Linked DNA regions of Oryctolagus cuniculus: region 2 is linked to region 1. The links are chromatin contacts, called in public Hi-C maps. All regions are on one chromosome and are shown on one strand. Each heading gives the region's core, a stretch centred on a gene start, on an enhancer-like site or on the middle of the called end of the contact. The rest is flanking DNA. Distances are from core to core; before and after follow the strand shown. Region 1 holds the start of TATDN3 (TatD DNase domain containing 3). Region 2 overlaps VASH2 (vasohibin 2).

Region 1 (7,235 bases), core at 1,212-3,711:
TGAATGGAATCAAATAACTTGCTCAAGGTCATTAGGCTTGTTATCTACAAAGTCCACCTCCTAATTAAGCGGCCACAGTGAAAGTTGGCTATATATAAAAATGTACTAGCAATGATTTCTGGCTCTATCACTTTCTGGGAAGACCATAAAATGATAGTTACAGTGAAGTTCATAAATGCTTCTTAAAATAAGCAATTTGTTTCCAGACAAATCAAAATGTTTCAGGAAACATTTACAATATATCCAAGGTCTTCATAACAATGTGAATCTAAGAACTGACAGATGGACTGATCCATTCCATAGTTTGGTAGGCACGGTGACTGTGGGGACACATTTTGAATTCAGACTAAACAGCCTCTATCACTTCATAGCATGTGTCGCTTATGTCTAGGTCCTTGTCTCCTCATAGATCAGCGGGGAATGGTGGGCTACGAAACAATAACTTCCTCAGAAGGTTGTTGTGAAACATTAAATGGGATAAAGTTCAGAAAGGGCCGAGCTCAGTGGCTGGCACACTGTAAACATTTCACACATGCTTACTGTTGACTCCTGAAACAACACCAGCATAGTATTTCTAAACTTCAAGTTCTTTTTACCTTGAAATTATAGAGAAAAGAAAGGGCAATTACATGAACTTACCTTCTTGGCTTCCTCTAACACATCATCCAGATCCTAAGACATGTAGAAGTTATCACAATTACTATGGATGCAAAAGTAACTGTGTATATCAATGTATATGATAAGGCACCACAGCAAATGACAATGACAGCAAGGAACAGGGTGGCAGAATGTGAGGACTCTACACCGGCCCACCTCTCATTTACTTTTAGTTTCACTAAAGTCTGGCTTCTGTTCTCCACTGAAATAGAAACCTCCACTCTCAAATATAAAGGACTTTGCTCTATCTTCCTCCACCCATCAGCAGTATTTGAAACCACTCACTTGCTTATTTCCTCCTTCTTGAAGTTTTTTCCACTTTGAGCTTCTGCAACATCACTCTAACAGCTACTTTTTAGTCTCCTCAACTGGCTGTCCCTCCTCTTTCTGACTTCAGGACCATCTGCTCCTTTCTCTACTCTTAACGTAAGTGGTCTCTCCTGTTGTTGCAGGTTCAAATGTCATCATGTGGATTCCCCAATTTTTACCTCTAGCTCCTAACTCTCTCCTGAACCCATGATTCATATTTAAAAATAACTAGACCTATGACACCTCCACTTGGATGGGATCAGACTCCCCAACATGTGCCAAACATAAGTGTTTATTTTCTCCCCACAAATCTATTCCTTCTGCCTACCTCGCCATCCCACCCCAAACCTGTCTTTCCTTCCCTCACCACCATCTTTCTATAGCATAAGCCAACATTCTGAGTCATCCTTGCTTCCTTACCTTAACTCATTACAGTAAATTCCCCAGCATGTACTACGTGTTCTATCTCTTAAATATATCCTGAATCCACTTCAAACTCCTCTGCTATCCTCATGGTACCAACCACCACCATCTCTTGTCTGTATATTGCAAAAGCCTACTAATGGGTCTTCTAGCTTCCAGTCCTCTCCTCTATTTGCCCCACAGCAACAAAAATGGTCTGACAATGGTTACCAGACTTTGTCACTCTCTTTCAAAACCCCTTTAATGGATCTGCACAGTGAGTCTAAGGCAAACTCCTTCCTGACCCACCTCCAGTATCCCCTGCCAACCTCTCCAGACTCGTTTCATGGCTCTCTTTCTAGCTTATCAGGCTCATCCAGCCTTTCGGTACCTGCAGTGTGCCAGACTCTATGCTGTCTAGATCTGTGAACTGTTTGCTTTCCTCTCCACCTCATCTCCGTCTTGGTTGGCGGTTCGTCTTCCCAACCTTAAGCGGCCCCACCTAAGAAGTTTTTCCCCTAAAAGTCACAGCCGGTCTTCCTTCTCTAGCACCAAAGTGGCGTGAAACACTTTAATTAGTGGTGTGTGTCAGTCTTTTTGCACTCCTCTCTCCCGCATTAGAAACGGGGGCGACAAGGTCTAGGAGGGGGAAGCTGCTGCTCAGCCAGGCGCTGAGCGGCCTGAAGGGATCAACAGCCGGGGCCGGGGCATAGCGAAGACGATGCCAGGTCCTGGAAGTCTCACGGAGACAGGATGCGTCACCGCTAACCAGGATCAGAAAGAAAAATTGGTATGACCGAGTCAAACGGGGAATCGGCTAGATCCCAAAAGGCCACAGACCAAGGGCCTGGGGAGAATTCAGGGCTCCCTTCTAAGGGAAGAGAGAAAAAACACTCTGAGGGGGAAAGGATGGCGGCCTCCCCGCTCCCTTGAGCCCCGCCTCGCCCTCACGTACGTGGTCAAAGTCTGGGGCAGAGAGGTGGCAGTGACAGTCCACCAAACCCACGCCCGCCGCCCCCATCGCCGCTGCTGCACCCCGGGCCTAACCAGCTCCCCAAGCACGCCGGGGCCGGAACGCTGCGGCTGTGGCGGCGCGAGTTTCCGCCCGGACGCGTGTTCCTTCGAGCCGTGGGAACCCGCCTTTCCGTTCCCAGAGTCCCCGCCCACAGTTCAAACTAGAAAAATGGCGGGGGCTCCTGAAGCGGTGGTGATCGGACCTCCGCAGGACGAAGAGCTAGTAGCCGCCACAGCCAGCCAAGCTCCGGTCCCCGGCCCTTCCCGAGAGGACTTCCGGGTGCGCTGCACCTCGAAACGGGCCGTGACAGAAGTGCTAGAACTGTGCGGCAGCTTCATACAAAAGCTCGGAGATGCGCTGCCGGAGGAGATTCGGGAGCCGGTGCTGCGAGACGTGCAGTGGGTACGAGCCGCGTTTGCTGCCTTTTAATTCTCACCTCCTTCCCCACGCCCGGGGTCTCCGGGCTCAGGAAGACCCCACGCCAGGCTTCGGCAGAGTTAATGGTGCCCCGGGCTGCTGCAAAACGGGAGGACGAAATAGATGCTAATGTCAGCCGAGTATTGTTAATTACTTAGGGCAGGAGAGCTCCGTGTATAATGTTTATGTTGAAGGAAGGGAAAACACAAAACAGGTGAAATTATTGAAAGAAAATAACTGAACCCAGGTAGCTCCAGGGTGCCACTTGGACATGTAATACTGTACAAAATAATACGATGTTTTACGTTCTTTGGTTTGAGTTAAGCTTTTCCACATGTGGTGTCAGGGGAATCCTGGAAGTCAGTCACCCTGCTAGCTTCTGGTCTTTCCCTTTGTCTGGCTTGGATCTTCTTGTAAACAGAGCAAAAGCATTCTCTACCAGTCTGAACTCGATAAAGAGGATGTCTTGGTTATAAACGTCACTAAGATCACATGTTGATCCTCGTATTTCCTCTTCCTTTCTCAAAGATTTTGCAAAGCTTAGAAAACGGTAGGTTATTTGGGGAAAGACACAAGAAACTGAGGGATTGGTGCCTGTATAAGAAAGTGCACTATTTGCATGTAGGCAAAAAGTGTAAAGTTTATAGTTACAGTGTAGCGCAGTGCGTTTGTGGGTGTGAATGACTCCTCTGTAAACAAACGGTGAGAATAGAGGCCAAATGGAAGAAGAATGAAGAAACCCACCCGGGTTGTGATTCTGTATTCCAGTTCGAATGTCAATGGCTCTTAGATAATTCCCTCCTTGGCAGCATGATGAGAATTGAGATATACCTCAGATATATGTAGTGTGGGGGGAGAAGACTGTTGTGTTGTCTAACGGTATACTATGTCCTTTCTTAGGGAGTGCTAAAGTACTTAAAACATTTAATCACAGAAAAAGAGCATGGTTAACCTAATATATCCTATTTTATGTGATCTTAAAGTGGATTAGAAGATATCAGTGGAATTCATTTGTGTTTTAAACAAAGGGGTAGATATAAGGCTTTGATTATACCAGTGTACCTTTTTATCTAAAGCTGTATAATGAGCATAGCAGCATATATTTTTTAAAAAGTATTGAAGCAGGGCCGGTGCTGTGGCACAGCGGATAAAGCTGCCGCCTGCTGTGCTGGCATCCCATATGGGCCCCCGTTCGAGTCTCTATTGCTTCGCTTCCAATCGGCTTTCTGCTGTGGCCTGGGAAAGCAGTGGAGGATGGCCCAGGTCCTTGGGTCCCTGCACCTGGGTGGGGGACCCAGAAGAAGCTCCTGGCTCCTGGCTCCTGGCTTCAGATTGCCATAGTTCCGGCCATTGTGACCATCTGGGGAGTGACCTTTCTCTCTCTCTCTCTCTCTGCCTCTCTGTAACTCTGCCTTTCAAATAATAACTAAAATGAAAATCTTAAAAAAAAAGAAGAAGTATTGATGCAACCATGCAATATTACCAAGACAGTTTGCATTTTCAGATAATCCTTGAAAACCCATAAAGTAGAAATTTTACTTTATAAAATGTAGGACTTGTATCTTAACTCATAGCTATCAATCACTTGATTTATGCTTATTTTTAATCATACAGATGGTACAGAGTGCATGCTCATTATAGAAAAGTCAAACAATAGCCTAGAACAAAAGTCTGCTTCGAATTCCCCTTCCTCATCCATATTCCTAGAGATAACTTAGTATTTTGGAGAGTAGTTGGGGGCTGTAAACCTTCTATACCCCTTTTTTGTTTTTGTTTGCTTGTTTGTTTACATTAATAGGGTCTTGCTGATGAATTGTTATCCAACTGCTATATGCTTTTTTTGTTTTGTTTTTGTTTTATTTATTTATTTTGAAAGAGTTCCAGAGCAAGAGAGGGGGAGAAAACAAGTGAGCGAGCACTCTTCCATCCGCTACTTCACTGCCCAGATGGCCGCAACAGCCAGAGCTGGGCCATGCTGAAACCTGGAGCCAGAAGCTTCATCCAGGTCTCCCACATGGGTGGTAGGGGCCCAAACACTCAAGCATACTTCTTTTCCCAGGCTGTTAGCTGGGAGCTGGATCGGAAGTGGAGCAGTTAGGACACAAACTGGCACCCATGTGGGATGCTGGTATTATAGGCTGTGGCTTTATCCCCTGTATGTCATAATGATGGCCCCACATTGTTTTTTGATTTTTGGAGTTTTTTTGTTTGTTTTAGCCAAATATGTCTGGCTATTACGTGTTCTTCATTCTTTTTCAGTCCTACATGGTATGTATGTGTTGTTTAATTAATTTTCTACTTTTGGATTTATGTATTTTTCCCCTTAAAGTTTCATTATTGCAGAACTGAAGTGAATATTCCCATTAATCCTCTTTGTGTTAAGAGTAGTCCTTTTAAGATACATTGTTACAATGTACAAGAGACATTTAATAGTACTACCAAATTCCTTTAGTCCTCTTTTTTTTTTTTCTTTCCAAGATTTATTTATTTATTTGAAAGACAGAATTACAGAGAGGGAGAGGAAGAGAGAGACAGAGGTCTTCCATCTGCTGGCTCACTCCCCAGATAGCTGCAACTGCCAGAGCTGCGCTGATGCTGATCTGAAGCCAGGATCCAGGAGTTTCTTCCTGGTCTCCCATGCGGTTGCAGGGGCCCAAAGACTTGAGCCATCTTCTACTGCTTTCCTAGGCCAAAGCAGAGAGCTGGATCGGAAGTAGAGCAGTTGGGACTCGAACTGGCGCCTGTATGGAATGCCAGCACCACAGGCGATGGCTTTTAGCCACTACACCACAGCACCAGCCCCCTTGAGTCCTTTTTAAAATAATCTATTATGAACATTCTCAATAAAAATAGACTAGTACGGGGGGTTCCCCATGTGATCCATCACCAAGTTCAATAATTATCAAAATTTTCTTGCAATTTTTATTTCAAAGCAAATATCAGATTTCATGTCCTTGGATCCCAACACACTAGAGTATACATCTCTTAAAAAAATCGTTCTTTATAATGTAGGAATTAGTTTTATTTATTTTTTTTATATGAAAGGCAGAGCAATACACACACATATATACACACACACACACTCAGAGGGAGAGAAAGAGAGACCGATCTTCCATCTGCTGGTTCACTCCCTGAATGCACGCAACTGCTGAGGCTGGGCCAAACTGAAGCCAGAGCCAGTAACTCCATCGGGGTCTCTGATGTGGGATGACAGGGACCCAAATCCTTGAGTCATCACCTGCGCCTCCTAGGGTAACATTAGCAGGAAGCTGGATGGGAAATGAAGCTGGTGTTAAACCCAGCACATGGGTTGCAGGTGTTGCATGCAGTGGCTTAACTGCTGTACTACAATGCCCATCCCCGTTTTATTTTAAGCATGTATTATTTTCCCTGTTGTTAACATTGGTATTCAGCAGCATATATGGTATGTGTACTCCTGAGATTTCATTAATCCCAAATTTGTTAGCTTTTATTTAGGAAGTACATTTTTTGTTTGTTTTTAAGAGTAATCTGAAATTTTGCATCACGTTTTCTCATAGGTAGTATGATAGCAATCATAGCTCAAATATAGGTAGAAATCATGATTGAAGTACATTTTTTGTTTTTAAGAGTAATCTGAAATTTTGCATCATGTTTTCGCATAGGTAGTATGGTGACAATCATAGTTAAAATATAGGTAGAAATCATGATTGAAATGGAATCTTCATTGAAAAGAATAAGGACTAATAGGCCATTCTGCTGCTTTTCTTTATATATCCTCTGTCACAAATCTAATATTTTTGCCAAAATGTTTGCATTTAGTATTTAGTGCCTTGACAACTGTGAATTTATTACAGACTTTTGAATCAGCTGTGCAGGAGAATGTCAGCATTAATGGGCAAGCATGGCAGGAAGCTTCAGATAATTGTTTTATGGGTATGTGACGACTTTTTCCTTCTGATCATTTGAGTTATTTTGAATGCTGTTTTTAATCTCTATGTTCAGTGTTACTTCTTAAAAAATTCTCTATTAGGGAACTAAAAGGAGAAACCTAATATAGAAGATTTCTAAAGTCATAATCTAAGGCTAACACAGTTGGTACCTTGATCCATCTGGATTTGTGGCATTTTAATTGGGACTTTCATCTGACTAATCTTCAAACTACCTTTGTCAGTTTATTGGAAAATACTATTGAAGTATCCCCAAATTAAAAAACAGGCCCAGAGAATTCCTGTAATTTCTTGTGAAGCCAGTGGTATTTTTGCAAGTGATCTTCGAGTAAATAGTGAAGTACCCTTTGAAGCTTGAAGTTTGTGTGAGTACCATGTAAAGGATGACATTACGTATTTGCAGAAGGTTTCTTATTCTTAGTAAGACAGAACACTTTCTTGGTCTGAAGAAGAGTTGATTCTACCCTAACTGATGGTGTTGACACATTTTGAGAAACTGCAGTTTT
Region 2 (6,804 bases), core at 3,302-5,801, 150 kb before region 1:
GTTTAAATGGTAGTGACAGAACACTGACTAGCTGCCGAACATGCCTGATGTTTTCCTTTGGAAGATGGAAACCTGCTGTTAGAGAACGCTTTACAAAAGACTACGGAGGAAGTAACTGTGAAGTCCTGAACGTGGATTCTCGTATTGCCACAAGAATTTCAGTGCTGTTTTAGTAGAACAGTTGCATATAATAACCTTAAATCTTATACTGTGCACCAGAAAGAAAAACCCCAAAGTCGTGGCGATCCCCATGGGAAGTACTGGGGAAACGGTACAGAGAATACAAAAAAAAAACAAAAAACAAAACCACCATTAAGTTTTGCATATCTGATGTCAAAATGCTGAGGTAATAGTGACTGCTTAAAAAAAAACCACCCATCTTTGCTTCTGTTATTGCTGAGAAAGACAGTAATACTGACTGAGTTACCTTCCTATACCAAAAGTGGCAGAGATGACTTCGTGAGCGCTTCCTCTGGTGTGGCCTCATGTTCAAAGCAAGGAACAGAAAGTAGGTCAATGGAAAAGTACAAAACTACAGTCACGGTGGTTATCCTTGAGGTCTTGAGGGAGGCAGGCAGTCCAACCCCAGCCGGGCTGATGGCTTCGCCTTTTCACGGTTGCCTCTTGGTGAACTGTTTAAAGCTAAATGTTTCCACCCACTCAGATTCTATTTCCAGGTCAGTCCTTACAAACAAAATGCTCCAGTTCTTCATAAATAGTTGTTGCTGCTGACGACGCTGGGGCAAGTGCAGGGAGAAGCACCACAGGACGCTCTGGCTGGCTCGGCAAGGCTGGCTAAATTCGGATCTGGTAGCCCACCTCATTCAGCGTGCTCAGCTCAGCCGCCTTCTTCTCAGGCAGGGCAGGCCTAGGGGTGAAAAGCAGAAGGGGGATGCCGGGAAGGGGATGGACCAGAGAAGGATGACTGAGCACTGCCAAGGCCCCAACTCAACTCCCCTAGCCCCTCCCCCAGCCCCCGCTCACCCTGCCAGCCAGAGCTCCCGACACCTTTACAGGTTTTAAGGAGCATTTGGACAGGCTCTTGGGCTAGACTTTAAACTGAAGTCTTCAGTGTTCAATCCGCCTTTTCAGCCTTAAGCCTAGCTTGGGTCACACCGTCACGCTGGCCTGCCAGGATCTGAGAACGCGGAAAGGCAATGGGAAGTCCCGTGTTCTGCAGGAGAGCTGAACATCTCAGGCAGCTTCTCGCTGAAACACTGAGCTCCCGGCGTCTGTGCCCTGGAGGAAGCCCAGGGACTACGGGCAAGGAGCCTTGTTATCTGACATTGTTCATGCTCAGGCGTGAATGTGTAACAAGGTGGATCTTTTCAGAATTCATCTGAAAAAGCATGTCAGTATAAAACAGCATTCCTCAAAAAATCTTTTCTAAAGTACTTTCCCAAGATGAGACTATACCCACGTATGTGAAGTCATGTAAGAGAGTACTTCAGGCTGGCTGGGAAGAAAGCAATTCATAGTTGCACACTGTCTGTCTTCATTAAAGATATTTCCAAATACAAATCCATGCCTAAGTATTCTCACAATTCATCTTACAACTTTTCCATTAAAAGAAAATGTTTAGACAGCAGCCAGTGTTGTGGTGCAGCATGTTAAACTGCCACCTGTGCCGCCAGTGTCCCCTGTAAGCACTGGTTTGAGCCCCAGATGCTCCACTTCTGATCCAGGTCCCTGCTGGTGTGCCTGGGAGGCACAGGTGGAGTTCAAGGCTCCTGGCTTCAGTCTGGCCCAGCCCTGGCCATTGCAGCCATTTGGGGAGTGAATGAGTGGATGGAATATCATCTCTGTCTCTCCCTCTGTCACTTTATGTTTCAAATAAATAAAATATATCTTCAAAAAAAATTTTTCAGAGAGCTCTCACCCAGTTTCTCTCCCCAGATGCCTACAACATTCAGCCAGGACTTCAGGTCTCCTATGTGTGAAAATAGAACCCAACCAGTTGAGCCATCCATAAACTGGTGCCTCCCAGGGTCTGCACTGGTGGGAGCTGGACTTGGGAGCCAGAGCCAGGAATTGAAACCAGGCAGTGTAATAATGAACTCTAACCCCAGTTTTTCCATTTGTATGTGTCACCTTCTTTGATAAGATATAACCTGGGTTGTAAACCAAGTTTAGGTTGTTCAGTAAGAAAATCAAGGACATATTTTGTTACACATGCAATCTTAAAAAGTGTTTTAATAGTGTTTTTATTTATTTTTGACAGGCAGAGTGGACAGTGAGAGAGAGAGAGAGAGAGAGAAAGGTCTTCCTTTGCCATTGGTTCACCTTCCAGTGGCCGCCAAGGCCAGCGCGCTGCGGCCGGCGCACCACGCTGATCCGATGGCAGGAGCCAGGTACTTATCCTGGTCTCCCATGGGGTGCAGGGCCCAAGCACTTGGGCCATCCTCCACTGCACTCCCTGGCCACAGCAGAGAGCTGGCCTGGAAGAGGGGCAACCGGGACAGAATCCGGTGCCCGGACCGGGACTAGAACCCAGTGTGCTGGCACCGCAAGGCGGAGGATTAGCCTAGTGAGCTGAAGCGCCGGCTCAAAAGTGTTTTAAGTGACAATTGCCAATAAGTTTCTTAGTTTTTATCTTTGAAGATTTCCCAACAGCAAATGGTTTTCGCCTGCCACAAAAGTGGTCCAGCTCTTTCAGTGTTGATAGATTTGGAAATGAACAGCTCAGCTCCATGAATGGCATTGGTGTCCGCCAACAGCACCCTGCTCTGTCTCGCCCTCACCCCATCTCCCCACTCCTCCGAGATGGGAGGGAATAGTCACAGTCTGTGATCATCTCTGGAACTCGCCCGAGGTGGTGAAGAAACCTGCTCTGACTCAGCCCTGCTCAGGTAACTGTGCTGCCTGGGCCTCCTTCACAGCTGACCTGTGCCCCTGCTTTATCTGTCAAGTCATCTTATTTCTCTGTGTCTGTTCTCACAGAGCCCAGGATACATACATTTTAGTAAGTTGCCAGCTGATAGAACCCACACGTCCTGTTGCTGGTATCAAAGAGCTAGGCTCTGGCCTTCAGTCCACCCCCCAGGGATGAGCCACTCCCTGAGAAACGGGCCCACTGCCTGCAGGCCTAGAGTAGTGGCTCCCAGGGGCTTCTATAAGGACCATACTTAGGCTGTCAGCTAAAAGGAACACACTTCTGCTCAAAGATTCAAACTTAAACTTGGATTTCTGCCCTAGCCCACTACCTACTCCTGTGCAGAGAGCTAGGGTTTTTACAGTCAAGTCAGGTGGAGAGGAGCCCATATGTATCTTACTCATTTTGCCATAAAGCCTGCTTTGTCTCCTTGCCTGAGACGGGATCATCTTTATAAACAGCTAACCCCTCTGATGGACCCCTCCTCCCCCCATACATCAGCATCAGCCTCAGGCAAATGCAGTTACACATGCGTGGGGTTCCCTCCTCGCCAGTGTGTTCTGCTTGAGGAAGTCCAGGCATCAGTAATCCCTCGCCCGAGGATGAGCCTCATGTAAGTACACGCTGTCCTTGCTTGAGAAAAGGGTCAAATGCAGGTCATTTCCTAGAGCAATTAAAATGCCATCTCTTGGCCTGCGCCGCGGCTCACTAGGCTAATCCTCCGTCTTGCGGCGCCGGCACACCGGGTTCTAGTCCCGGTCGGGGCACCGGATTCTGCCCCGGTTGCCCCTCTTCCAGGCCAGCTCTCTGCTGTGGCCAGGGAGTGCAGTGGAGGATGGTCCAAGTGCTTGGGCCCTGCATCCCATGGGAGACCAGGAGAAGCACCTGGCTCCTGCCATCAGATCAGCGTGGTACGCCAGTCGCCGCGGTGGCCACTGGAGGGTGAACCAACGGCAAAGGAAGACCTTTCTCTGTCTCTCTCTCTCACTGTCCAACTCTGCCTGTCAAAAAATTTAAAAAAAATTAAAATGCCATCTCTTGGGGTTGGTGTTATGGCATAGCGGGTAAAGCTGCTGCCTGTGATGCTGGCATCCCATATGGGTGCCAGTTTGGGTCACAGCTACTCCACTTCCAATCCTGTTCCTTGCTAATGTGCCTGGGAAAGCAGTGGAAGATGGCCCAAGTGTTTGGGCCCGTGCACCCACGAGGGAGACCAGGACAAAGCTCCTGGTTCCTGGATTTGACCTGGCATAGACATGGCCATTGCAGACATTTAGGGAATGAACCAGCAGATAGAAGATCCCTATTTCTCCTTAACTCTGACTTGCAAATAAATAGAGCTTAAAAAACAACAATAACTCCACCCTACCCTTCCTTTACAGCATAAGCCTATATTCCTATTCCAAAAAGAAATGACATTTGTAGATGAATTCTTTTAGCTGCTGTTTCTAATGGTCTGCGTGTGGCAGTCTGTCCACCTCTCCTCAGCATCCACTCTCACCCTTACAGATTTTCAGCTGGGCACGTGGCTTCCTGGAATACAAGCTACACTGCCTGGCCTGGGAGATGAAATCCTGTTCTTTGACCCCAGCAGCGGCTGCCATGTCTGGGCCTGGCAGAGGGCAGCCGTGGGTGAGCCCAGCATCCACCTGCTTCTGGGGCCCAGCCAGAAGCATGGCGTGTTCTTGCCAGCTCGGCTCAGGGCCAGCGCTGGGCGAGCTCTCGTGTGTGAGAGGCCCCCTCCAAGTACTCCCCAGCTATAATTAGAATATTGCCGGGGGGGGGGCTATTTTTAAGAAACGGGAGTTCCAGGATGATTCAGCCAGCCCTGACCCAGAAGCTCTGCTCAGACTCAGGGTGAGTATTTCAGACTGAACGTGTTTCTCCAAAATCTGCCGCAGTCCCAATGCGGCAAAGGAAGCGAAGGGTTTTCCTCTTGCAAGGCTCCATTCTTACAGGAAGAGGAGGAGGGTGCGAAGGTTCCTATGATGCCCTTTGGGAAAGGAAGGAGGACACCCGTGTCCCTGCACCCACCCGGATAATCCCAGCCTCCAGGGCGACCTGGGGTGACCAGTTGGGGACCAGGTCTTAATCTATCCTTAGCTCCGACCTGGAGTCCGAGGAGCCAGCTGGACAGAGGCTGTTAGAGGGGCAGGCTGGGAGGTAAGCTCGCTTGTTAATTCTTAAAATGTTGCCATGGCTCTTCTCTGGAAGATGCTCCCTGCCGCTGCCATCTAAACTCTCCAGGTGCACGTCGAGTCCTTCACACGCTCTGAGGCCACCTCGGTGCCCGGCCTACAACGTGGCCAGTGTGGACCCTGCCCCAGGGAAGCTTCAGAAAGTGATGGCATGTCTGGGGCCACAACTGGGATACCAGGAAGGGACACAACGGTAGTGTTGGCTCCTCAGTCCTCGATCAGGGGTGCTGGGAGCCTGGCACTGCCCAGCATGAGAGAAAGCCCAGGCCTGCCCAGGTCTGGCGGGACTTAGTGCAGGGCAGGCGCCTGTCTGGGGAGGCCTCAGCTGAAGGAACAGCAGGCGCGAGGGAGCAGTTCATTTACACCTGCTGCCCTCATTCAAGGCTGTCCGGCTCCTCCACACATTCCCGACTTACCAGGAAGGACCGCAGGCACCATGGCCGGTGGCTGACAGGCAGACAACTGTGGCTGCATTGTAAGCAGTGTCCCCCCCCACCCCCCGCCAGACAGACTGGGCCCAGCCCCCAGGCCTTCCCCAGCTGGGAGGCACTGGCCAGGACCAGTGGCCACAGACCACCGCTGGAGATCCCAGGGTGCTGCATCCAGGTTCCGCACTCAGCCTTCTGCTCTGGGAGCCCCACCATGTCTGACTCTGGGGAGCCAGTCCATCCTGGGTTCTCCAAAGTTCCCAGGCCCCTGGGCCGCAGGAGCTCCCTGGGGTAACAGTCGGGCTGGCCGTGGGAGCAGACACGGCTGCTTGCGTCCCCCTGGAGGTTCTGCTGTTTCCCCTCTACCTTCCATGCTGAGGAAATGTCCTTCCTTCTACCCTGGGGATATCTTCTCACTCGGAATCTAAGGCAAATGATGTCTTGGGTCCCCTTTAAAACACCTTGCGTGTGATCAGACCGTGGGATCCAATCTGACTTCATCAGTTGGCCTCTGCCCGTCTCAGCCAGACTGGGGCCAGGCAGCCCCTCCCGGCAGAACGGAGCAGGAACCCAGGGTGCAGGGTGGCCCTCACGGGAAGGAGACCTTATCTTGAAGCAGGGCTTATGAACTTCTGGGACCCTAGCATCCTGAGCAGGGTGAACAGAGCCCTCTAGAACTAGAAGCCGCCATAGGGATGGATGACAAAGAAAGGCAATCAGAGGGAAAAAGGGAGGAAGAGAATCATGAACAGCAAAGAGAGGAACCACACGAGGAGGAGAATACAAAGAGGCTCTCTTGGGGTCCTCTGGCCCCGACGTAGAAGTGTCCCATGTGGTCACTCCACTGGCATGAGCTGCTTTCAGGCGCACACGGGTGGCCAAGCCAGAAAAGGATGGCACGCTCACTCCTGCTCTCGCAGCCACAGGCAACAAGCCAAGGGTTGCCATCTGCCGGTGACAGAGAGGCCCTCAGAGGGTGTGCACACATCTCCGAGGGGGCCCTGTTGGCACCCGAGGTGGTTCTTTCCTGGGCGAGGTGGTCGCGGGGCTGAGAAGCACGGGGGCCCCGGAGGACCAGACACATGGATCTCAACTGGCATCTCCCTTCTCTTTATGAGCCACAGGAACAAGCTTGGCCGTGACACGTGGAAGACACAGCAGCACTCCTCGGGGAGTGGAGTATGAACAGTACCGTAGCTGGAGGGCTGGGTGGGGGTTCCGTTGCCCTCTAGAAGCTTGGTCTCAGCTGGCCTCGGGCACTCGCTGCCACTGGGCCCCCACCCAGCTGACTCGCTAACCCATGACA

Evidence for each region. Hi-C and Micro-C count contacts between places; a contact is called where the count stands out from the background.
Region 2: a contact with region 1 is called in a Hi-C map of embryonic fibroblasts, with 5 times the contacts expected there. The contact joins the enhancer-like site here to the promoter of TATDN3 in region 1. A contact is called at or near these places in 5 of 6 Hi-C or Micro-C datasets (ear pinna, embryonic fibroblasts, psoas muscle and 2 more).

Annotation. Positions count from the first base shown.
Region 1 is chr13:27,216,793-27,224,027 of mOryCun1.1, reverse strand. It overlaps TATDN3 (TatD DNase domain containing 3), which reads right to left and starts at 2,461. Exons shown (of 9, transcript XM_017347795.3): 1 at 2,324-2,461; 2 at 640-672. The coding sequence starts at 2,389. NSL1 (NSL1 component of MIS12 kinetochore complex) reads left to right here and starts at 2,487. Exons shown (of 6, transcript XM_051821327.2): 1 at 2,487-2,785; 2 at 6,637-6,715. The coding sequence starts at 2,552.
Region 2 is chr13:27,367,033-27,373,836 of mOryCun1.1, reverse strand. All of the region lies in intron 6 of VASH2 (vasohibin 2), which reads right to left. Among named protein-coding and RNA genes, the nearest start is that of ANGEL2, 24 kb to the left of the region's middle. Within about 2 kb of position 4,551, at least 3 of the 8 cell types and tissues checked have an H3K27ac peak or open chromatin away from gene starts, as enhancers often do.